2 separate regions of the Triticum aestivum genome follow, and region 2 is linked to region 1. Evidence: chromatin contacts called from public Hi-C data. All regions are on one chromosome and are shown on one strand. Each heading gives the region's core, a stretch centred on a gene start, on an enhancer-like site or on the middle of the called end of the contact. The rest is flanking DNA. Distances are from core to core; before and after follow the strand shown. Region 1 holds the start of LOC123148175 (phospholipase D alpha 2). Region 2 holds the start of LOC123148176 (calcium-dependent mitochondrial ATP-magnesium/phosphate carrier protein 2).

Region 1 (5,528 bases), core at 197-2,696:
CATCCCAGACCAGCATGAGCACGCGCACGCCCTCGCTGGCCTTGCGCTTGAGGAGCTCGCCGAGGGTGGCGTCGCCGCCGGGGCGCGGCCGGGAGCCGTCCCGTATCAGCGTGATCTCGGTGTACACCGACCAGCCGGTGACGTATATCAGGTGGCGCGCGTCACTGATGGCGTCGAACACGTCCTCCCAGCACCGGCCCTGCTGGTAGGTCCGGCCGCCGGAGAGCGGGATCCTGGGCGCGAACGCGTCCGGGGTGTGCGCGTCCTGGTACAGGGTGACCCTGCACCCGGGCCGCTGGGAGAAGAAGGTGTACGGCACGCCGGGGTGCCGCGCGCCGCCGAGGCCCGCGCCCCACTCGCGGGGATTGGCGGCGACGTCGCAGAACCTGAGCCGCACGTGTATCGTGGGCCCGTGGTGGATCTTCTTCTTGCTCGGGTCGAGGACGTCGAGCCGGCGCTCGATCTCCCGGCCGCCGGCGTCGAGCAGCTCCCGGACGGGGAGGTAGGCGCGGCCGATGAGCGTGGCGCCGATGGGCTGCGCGGCCTTGACGGTGAAGACGACGTCGGCGGCGAAGTGGGCGCAGTAGATGTGGAATTCCTCGTACCAGCGCGGGTTCACCGGGTCGCCGGCGATAACCCGCGTCCGGCCGACGCGCGCCTTGCCGAGGTCGACGGTCGCGTACAGCTGCGTCGACCCCTTGCCGCGCCCGATCGTCTCCTCGAACCCCTCCACGAACTGCAACCAGACAACAAGATTCCTTACCAATCCGACAAGCTTCCTACGCATTCAAACGAACAAATCTACTACTAGCGGCCAACATCAGACCGTAAAAATCGCATCTCCTTTCATGCGCTACGGCAACCAAGAATTTCTCTTCCATCTAGAACCCCAAGAATTCCTCTGCCGCCGAGCAAGATTTCAGATCTCCGGGCTCGAAGGGAGTGGGATATGATATTTTCTTCGTTTCTACTCTACGGACGCAATCTACTCTGCTTACACTCTGCCGTGGTTGTAGCAAGTGCAAAGAGGGGAGGAAGGGGAGTGACTGACCCTGCGGAAGATCTGGGGGGCGCCGCCGGTGGCGCGGTCGGGGTTGGTGAGGTTGTCGGCCTCCAGGATGGTGGCGTGGAGGGTGCCGTGCAGCAGCCGGTGAGCCATTGCTGCCGCGCCGTCTCACCTCACCTCCCAAGTCAGTCCCAAGAGAGCTTCAGACTGTCGACTATCGAGACGGACGAAACAATGCGCCAAGAAGGGCAGGCCAAGGAAAACCACAATGTCCACGTAACCTTACGGGCTAAGGCAAAGGGGTCTGACTCTGACCGTCCGTCCAATAGGAGAGAGAGATTGGAGTCTGAGAGATGGAGCAAAGTGGTGACCTTAAATGGGTCGAACCAGCAGGAAATTGCTGGAAGAAATTAATGGCGGGAGGAAACTAGCAATGCACGGAATTAATAGGCGCCGAAAATACATCGCGCCATTTTGGTTCTGTGATTAATGCCTTGTATTCTCGTAATATATTTACTCCAAACGAGAAAGACGAAGTGGGAGCAAAGGCGCGAGGGGCCAAAGCAGACGCGGCTGCCTGGCACTTTTGTGGAGCAGGGGTCACATGGCGTCAACGCTACAGATCGCAGAGCTCCAACGTGCGCGTACGATGAGAAAGAGTGGAGAAGATGCCATTGTCGTCCACGCGGAGCACGAGCGCGGCACTGAAGTACTCTACTACCATGCGCGCACTATCACTGTGGTTAGTGGGAGGATGGGGTCCTTAGCCCATTGAGACTTACTCCTGACACTCGCATTATTTTTGAATTTATTTCAGGATGTCCGGCCATTCAGACCTACTCCAACCCGTTCACCGGACAGGACCCCGCTGACACCCGCAACATCAACATCCACAAACGCGTCCCTGTCGTCCTTGATGCCACCGACTCCACGTACTTCGCGTAGAAGACATACTTTTCGCTACTCTTCCGCGAGAACAATCTTGTGGATCATGTTGACGACACGTCGACTCACGCGCCATGGTGAGCGACTCCGAGTGGACTGCGATCGACGCCACGCTTATCCGGTGGTTCTTCACCACCATCTCCAAGGACCTGTTTCACACGATCGTGAGCGATGGTGATGACGCCCGCGCAGTGTGGGTCAAGCTCAACGGGCTCTTCACCGACAACAAGCTTCAGCGTCGCATTTTTCTGCAGCAGGAATTTTTTGACTGTCATCAGGATGACCAGTCTATCGATGACTATGGGCGTCGCCTGAAGACGTTGGCGGATGAACTCCGTGACATCGGCGCCAAGGTTGATGACGATCTCCTCCTCAGCATGCTCACCGCCGGCCTCAAGAAGGACTTCGGCAACGCCGCCTTCAACCTCACCTTGATGCCGGAGCCCCCCTTCCCCAAGTTTGTGGCGTACTTGTAGTTGGAGGAGCGCCGAATAAAGGGGGTGAAGAAGCGTGTGCAGCACCACGCCCTCGCCGTCGGCACCCGGCCGCCACCCGCGCCCCGGCAGCAGCCCCCCCGCTCCCCCGGGGTTCTTCCCCCTCCCGCCCGCGCCCCCGCCCCTCCCGCTGCCCCTCAGCTGCAGCCACAGGGTGGTGGCCGGTGCGACAACCGCTGCGGGGGCGGCACAAGTAGCAGCTCGAGGCGCAAGGGGGGGCCCTCGTCAGCAGCAGGCGACTCCACCGTGGACCTATGGCACCAATCCGTGGACGAGCGTCGCCCACGCATACTCGATACCGGTTCCTCGGCCTCCCGCCCTGGGCATCCTTGGACCTCGTCCGGCGAGCTGTGTAACGCCCTCGATGCGGCTATATCTCCTACGTGTCGAAGCACGACTTAAAGGCATAACCGCATTGAAAGCAATGTCGCAAGTAAGATAATCTTCACAACAACCCATGTAAATATATAAAAGGGGAAAGGATAACATAGTTGGCTTACACTCGCCACGTCACACAAATACGTGAATAACATTACAATCATCCAATACACTCATGGTCTGACTACGGTACCAAAATAAAGATCAACCCCAACATGCGACACGGTCCCCAATTGCCCCAACTGGGCACCACTATTGATCATCTGAGAAAGACACACAGTAACGGCGAGAGTCTTCGTCGAACTCCCACTTGAGCTCAAGCGCATCGTCTGGAACGGTATCATCGGTCCCTGCATCTGGTTTTGGAAGTAAACTGTGAGTCACGGGGACTCAGCAATCTCGCACCCTCGCGATCAAGACTATTTAAGCTTATAGGTAAGGCAAGGTAATATGTGGAGCTGCAGCAAACGACTAGCATATATGGTGGCTATCCTGTTCGCAAAAGAGAGCGAGAAGAGAAAGGCAAAGCACGAACGAAGAACTATGATCAAGAAGTGATCCTATAGCAACCTATGTCAAGCATTACTCCAACACCGTGTTCACTTCCTGGACTCCGCTGAGAAGAGACCATCACGGTAACACACGCGGTTGATTCATTTTAATTAAGTTAAGTTTCAAGTTATCTACAATCGGACATTAAGAAATTCCCATCTGCCCATAACCGCGGGCACGGCTTTCGAAAGTTCAAATCCCTGCAGGGGAGTCCCAACTTAGCCCATCACAAGCTCTCACGGTCAACGAAGGATATTCCTTCTCCCGAGACATTCCGATCAGACTCGGCATCCCGGTTTTACAAGACATCCTCGATATTGGTAAAACAAGTCCAGCAACACCGCCCGAATGTGCCGGCAAATCCCGATAGGAGATGCACATATCTCGTTCTCAGGGCACACTCAGATGAGACATCCTACGAGTAAAACCAACTCTCAAGTTGCCCCAAGGTGGCCCCGCAGTCTACTCGGTGGGACCAACACTCAAAGGAGCACTGGCCCAGGGAGGTTTAAATAAAGATGACCCTTGGGCTTCGGAAACCCAAGGGAAAAAGAGGCTAGGTGGCAAATGGTAAAACCAAGGTTGGGCATTGCTGGAGGAGTTTTATTCAAGGAGAACAATCAAGGGGTTCCCATTATAACCCAACCACGTAAGGAACGCAAAATCCGAGAACATAACACCGATATGACGGAAACTAGGGCGGCAAGAGTGGAACAAAACACTAGGCAAAAGGCCGAGCCTTCCACCCTTTACCAAGTATATAGGTGCATTAAGATAAACAAGATAATATGGTGATATCCTAACAATAAACAATGTTCCAACAAGGAACGAGCTCCAATCTTCACCTGCAACTAGCAACGCTATAAGAGGGGCTGAGCAAAGCGGTAACATAGCCAATCAACGGTTTGCTAGGACATGGTGGGTTAGAAGTTTGACATGGCAATTTGGGAGGCATGATAAGCAAGCGGTAGGCGTCATAGCATAGGCATAGCAAAAGAGCGAGCATCTAGCAAGCAAAGATAGAAGTGATTTCGAGGGTATGATCATCTTACCTACAAAGTTGTCATAGTTGACTTGGTCCTCGTAAGCAAACTCAACGGGCTCCTCGTTCACGAACTCGTCTCCCGGCTCTACCCAAACAAGATAAACAAGCAAAAAGGAACACAATCAACCACGTGCAATGCTCAAACAACATGATGCAAACATGGTATGCTATGCGGGATGCGGTATGTGATGCATATGCAAGATTTGACAAGGAATGATTGAACCTGGCCTCAACTTGGAAATCCAAGAGTGCCACTGCAAAGGTGAGGTGATTTCGGTTGAAATCGATATAAACATCACCGGAATCCGATGCACGGTTTGGAAATGGCAAGCAAAACAAATATGGCACCGATCTGCGATAATCAGCAGGTAGCCATCTAAATGCATCAAGATAATTATGCTACAACACTCAAAAATGACAACAAAATACATGGCAGGGGTCCACTCATAATGCTTGACAAAAGATGAACACTGAGCTACGACTAATTCATCCATTAACAGGTTCAAACAAGCATGGCAAAAATGCAAATGATAACAGGTTTCAGACTTAGTGAAATCAACACAAGTCTGGAATTTAACATCAGGTAGCACACTTTAGAGTATGAAAACTACATGCTACAAGAACTTAACATGGCAAAGCAAGGCATGGAATGAAGCTACTCAAAGCACTTAACAAAAGTCCCTTAGTGACCTTGAGCCAAAAGGGATCAGAAAATACAATTGCAAGCATGTGAACATGGCAAAAACATAATCAGATTACAGACTTAGTGAAAAACTGGAGCATGCAAATCAGTTAACGAGTATGCATGTTTACGAGCTCGATGCACTCACTACAGAGCATGGCATGGAAAACTAAGCATACACCCATGAAGAATACATGTCCTAGAAGCTATACATGGCAAGAACAATAACATAGCATGCACGGATCAATAGCAACATCCTCGGAAAAATCGCTAACAAGTCAACAATCTGCCAGGATTCACGATATAGCAAAAGTAGAGCTCGATTGACTCAAGCTAGGATGCCCCATAAATGCAAACAAAGACATGTATGGATAGAGCACCACAATTTTAACAAATCATCCTTACTGATCATTCTCAAAAGAGGCA
Region 2 (5,496 bases), core at 2,423-4,922, 180 kb before region 1:
CTTTAATGCTATATCGGGGGATACTCGGCTGGTACGTATCCAACATGTCGATACGGATACGATGTTCCAGCCACGTATCAGTGTTTTTGACGCATCTGGTTTTAGTTGCCTATGTCATGCACTGTTTAGCAATGAGGTATATAATCTTCGGACTGCCTAGCTAAGCTGCAGCCGTGTTGGCTGCCGTAGAAATTGCACCAACAAGCAGGATAGGATTCCTCCCTGGAGAGTGTTTTTGATACATCTGATTTTAGTTGCCTATGCCATGCAATGTTTAGTAACAAGGTATATAATCTTGGGACTGCCTAGCTAAGCTGCAGCCGCGTTGGCTGTTGTACTAATTGCACCAACAAGCAGGAGAGGATTGCTCCCTTGGACAAGGTGAAGATCAAGGTGAATAAACGATAGGGTAGCGGTTATTAACTGTCCAAGTTTTCGGCATCAGCAATAACGTGATGTCTAAAGAAATGGATAGGATTTGAGGCTGCATGCATGCATGTTTGTTCCAATACCAATGAATGACCACATAATTAAAGAATACCCATAATCAGGAAAAAAACATGTTCCACATATTGGGCAGAACCAAACTATAATAGTGTATATCTAGTCGAAGCATGAGATGGTACGCCGATTACGCACACCCAGTATAAGCTATACGTTCGTGCTGGATTATTATGCACTTTAATGCAGGAGAGCATGCCAAATGACAATATCAGGTGTTCATAGTCATTTTTAGTGGTAACGTGGAACTGTTTGATAAGAGAGGATTTAGGGCCACACAATTATTTAAATGATCTAAACTATGACTTATCAACACCTACATCTGGTAGAATATCATGTGACTGAATATGTGAGTGGTTGGAAATAAACCATCAATATTAGTTGTAGCAGCTATTTTCATGTGTTCAATTTCAACTCGTTTAGAAAGTGGTGTTAAAAGTTTAGAACAAGAAATCGACTTAACTGTAAACCACGATGAACTTGAAAGCATTGGCAAAATTTTAGCAGTGTTCTATAGCATAAAACAGCCAAACTATGAGAAAACATGATGCCTTCATGGCTATTGACATTATGCAGCAAGTTATATGCTCATATTAGTTACTCCCTCCCTTCACTATTAAGGCCTCTTTTGGTTCATAGGATAGGATTATCATAGGAATAGGAATCTTGTAGGAAATGAGATAACATGTATCTCAAATCCTATGAGTAGAAATAGGAAACAAGATGTTATTTGGTTGACACCAAAGGAATTTTTCCATTGAGTCTAGGCTCTTTTTTATTTTCCTATGAAATGTGGAGGATAGGAACCAATCCTATGTAGGAATAGGAATCCATTCCTATGAACCAAAGGGCTCTAAAGGAAAAAATCCTATAAGAATCCTATCCTCTAGAATTCGTATGAAATTCCTCTAAACCAAAGGAGGCCTAAAAGATGTTCTAACTTTTTTCTGAATCGGATGTACATAGGCGCGTTTTACTGTGTTTGTTCACTCATTTCAGTACGTATATAGTCCATATTGAAATATCTAAAACATCTTATATAATTTGGAACAGAGGGAGTAATTGGGAAAGCTAACAAGACCTGCACTGTCATACATCACTGCACAATTATTTTACTGGAAAGCTACAATACACCACCATGTAATTGAGTCTACAGAACACGACTAGGTACCAAGGCAAGGCACAGACCCAAAAAAAAGCACTTCAATCAACATAAGGTGCAGTGAAATTGAAGTTCCAAGGTCCAAAACACACATGTTCCAGCATGGCACGGTATATGACAGAAAAACAGAGAACAAACAATTTGCCAACTGATCATAGACCAAACAGTGGGCCTATTAAATACTAGTGGTATAGTATTTCTAACTCTAAAGATTCAGCCAATTCTTAGCAGTCAACAAGCAATGTAAGCCTTCAGTGCTCATGTATGGTAAAGAAATAGGTTGGACTTCAAATGTATCGAATGTGCTACATATGTTATGAACCGTTGCAAATTAATCTATAGATGAAATGTGTTGCCGTGTTGGTGTTCAGCTTTTTGATGGAATTAGTAGTGTACAATTCTGTTCTAAAGTTTCTTCAAAATTCAAAACTTCAGTGGTGCTATTGGAGTGATATTTTTATTTTATTTTGCACCAAACAAATGCTAAGCACTCAGGTACATTGCCCTTTTGCTTACTGCATCTTAAGTGATTTACGGATCCAATATCCCAAGTGGGCATTTTGGGTTCTGGCCAGTTTTGTTTAGTAGCTTGACAAACCGAGGTATCCTACAACAAGAAAGATATATAAATTGATGCCTAAGTGCCTAACTTAAACAACATGTTTCGTACACTACAAATCTTTTTGCAGGAGCAAGACAACAGCATTAAGTTCATCCCCAACTGTGCATCAACATGAACACTTACGTGATGGTTATGGTATTATTGCTGAGCTGCATTTCGTCATGTTAATACAAACTAAACTCTAAAGTCAGGTTGACATTTTATGTACTCTCAATTTGCTAGTGGTAACACACTGGTTAAAATTGATGTTCCTAATCTGAGAGGTTAAATTACATTTCCATCGAGAAATAATAAGCTTACATGCTTAACAAATTTAATGTATTACTCGATCATCTTGTATTTTGCCAAATAGCCAAGGTACCTCCTAGAGCTCAGTTTCTCCACTGCTCAGACATTACAATAAGGCCAGTTCTGGCCCTCAGGGCCTACCGAGACTCACCATTCTGTGAAAACAGACATACACCAACTAAAAGTGTGATTGAACATAATTGGCACCAGTATCTATACTATCTAGTCAATCGCAAAGGACCCTTCTAATGTCCAGACATGACAACAGTGACATACATCTGCTCACAGAGTAAATCCCCAAGAAGTAAAAAAGGGCTACACTCCAACGGGTTGGCTACTGATTTGCTTGTTGCAAGCATCCAACAACAACCAGGCAGAAATATGCTACAGAGACTGCATTTCGCACAACGCGTCATAATTTACAATTAAGATGCCACTGCAACCAGCGTGTGACCACACAGCAGGGGCGATTGTATTGAGGAGGTCGGTAGCTGTACAGGCGGGGGGTGGGGGTGAGGCTACAACATACCAGCCTTGACGAGGGCGTCCCAGAGCTCCTCGGGGAGGATGCAGCCGTTGTGCTCGACGTCGATGGCCTGGAAGATGCGGTAGAGCTCGAGCTCCTTGTCGTCCATGTAGCGCCTGAAGTCGTCGTAGCCGACGCGGCCGTCGCGGTCGCGGTCGCAGGCGCGGAGCAGCTCCCGCGCGTACTTGCACTCGGCGGGGACCTGCAGCGCGGCGAGGCCGGCCTCGATCTGCGCGTAGTCGAGCTGGCCCCTCCCGGACGTGTCGAAGAAGTCGAACATGTCCCGGATCCGCGCCTCCCGCTCCTCCTCCGTCTCGTGGAGCGCCAGCAGCACGTGCTCCATGGTCACGGGGCCCGCCTTGCGCACCGGCTCGCACGGCCCCCCTGCGGCCGCCGCTGGCGCCGCCGCCGCCGCAGCCGTCGCCGCGGCGGCCACGGGGGGAGGGGGTGCGGCGGTGCCGCGGGGTTCCACCGCGTGGGCCGCCGCGCCGGGCATGGCGACGGCGGCGGCGAGGCGGAATGGGGGGAGGAGGGGGAGGTGGTGGTGGTGGGTTGGTTTGGGGAATGGAATAGAATCGAGTCGGAATCGAAGGGAGAGGGAAAGGAGGGGAAGGAGGGGTGGAAGGGAAGGGAATGCACGTGTGGGTTTCAGCCCTACGGGTAGGGTACCCTACCCGTATGAGCGTCGCTGGATGGGTATGGGCTACCCGTGCGGACCTTTCCCATGTCCTCCTACGAATTGGAGCACCCTCCACTGTGCAAGAACCTGCACCAAAGTCCAATGGCATATCCTTTGTTTGAAAAAAGCATATTACGTATGCGCTTTGTTATTTATAGATTATCATCAAAATCTGTAGTACAATATACTCCCTCCGTTCCTTTATGGAGTATAAGGTGTATTTGTTTTTTCCAAACGTCAAACGAGTGCATGTTTTTTTTTGCGAGAAATCTTTCGATCTATTCATCTTCAATCATGGCAGTACAACGAACACCAAAAATAATAAAAAATTACATCCAGATCCGTAAACCACCTAGCGATGACTACAAGCACTAAGGCGCGTCGCCGTCATCGCCCCTCCATCATCAGAGTCGGGCACAACTTGTTGTAGTAGACAGTCGGGAAGTCGTCATGCTAAGGCCCCATAGGACCAGCGCACCAGAACAGCAATCACCGCAGATGAAGAATAACGTAGATCAATAGATCAATAACGAGTGCATGTTTGGCTGAGCTTTTATAAAAATATATCAATATTTACAATACAAAATTCATATCATTGGATCCATCAAGAAAAGTAGTTTCATATTTTATCTATTAGGTATTGCGGATGTTGTTATTTTATTCTATAGTCTTGATCAAACATTCAAATGGTTGATTTGCACGGAAATCAATACACCTTATAGGGCTCTGGCGGAGTATGTGTAAGAATGTTTCCTTGCATATGGGGTTTCTTTGGATTACAAGATATTCGTAGAACTTTTGGAGGATTTGAATCCTAAGATTCTTTTTTCTGCGAAGACCTTTGACTCAATAAATTGGAATTATCCAATTCCGGTGAAATCCATTTTTTTAAATAACCACCTTTATTAATTAGAAATAACGGTTACATCGTCTATTAGAGATTGTACAATCTCGACTAAAGGCTCCTCAATCCAACCCCTTGTCTCAGAAAATCTAGCTAATCTGGCAAGTTCATGAGCTACCTTATTCGCTTCCCTATTACAATGCTCAAACCTAGTGAGAGGAAAACCATATGCTAAAAATAACAATCATCAAAAATTGTCGCCGCTGCTCCTGCTGAACGTCCTCCATTCTTCATGGTATCAATGACTTTCGTATTGTCAGAATTAATGTCAAGGCGATTGCAACCCGCCTTATGTGCGAGAGATAATCCGAACCTTAGAGCCAAAGCTTCTGCCTTCAAATGGGGCAGACCAAGGCACCAGGTCCAAATGGCTTTCCGGCACTCTTTTACCAGAATCATTGGGATCATTTGCAAACAGATGTTTGTTCCGTCGTGCGAGGTTTCTTGACAGGGGCTGAAATGCCTGAAGGTTCTTGTGATTCGATAATTGTTCTAATTCCTAAAGTCCGTAGTCCTGGAACATTGACAAATTTTCATCCAATTAGCCTTTGCAATGTCATTTGCAAAATAGCATCTAAAGTTCTTGCTAACAGGCTCAAGCTTTTCTTGCCAGAGATAGTGTTAGAGCAACAAAGTGCTTTTGTTCCCGGGCGGCCGATTACTGACAACGTGCTTATTGCATATGAGTGACTTCAGAACATCCGCAAGCAACGGATCAAAACTCCACACTTTGCTCTAAAATTTGATATGATGAAGGCATATGACTGGGTGGAATGGTGCTACTTGGAGGGCATCCTATTGAAGTTGGGTTTTG

Evidence for each region. A called contact is a pair of places that touch in the nucleus more often than the background predicts.
Region 2: a Hi-C map of leaf shows a contact between it and region 1, with 4 times the contacts expected there. The contact joins the promoter of LOC123148176 here to the promoter of LOC123148175 in region 1. A contact is called at or near these places in 2 of 5 Hi-C or Micro-C datasets (both in leaf).

Annotation. Positions count from the first base shown.
Region 1 is chr7A:553,466,279-553,471,806 of IWGSC CS RefSeq v2.1, reverse strand. LOC123148175 (phospholipase D alpha 2) reads right to left here and starts at 1,446. Exons shown (of 3, transcript XM_044567541.1): 1 at 1,052-1,446; 2 at 1-736. The coding sequence starts at 1,159.
Region 2 is chr7A:553,652,150-553,657,645 of IWGSC CS RefSeq v2.1, reverse strand. LOC123148176 (calcium-dependent mitochondrial ATP-magnesium/phosphate carrier protein 2) reads right to left here and starts at 3,672. Exons shown (of 4, transcript XM_044567542.1): 1 at 3,103-3,672. The coding sequence starts at 3,595.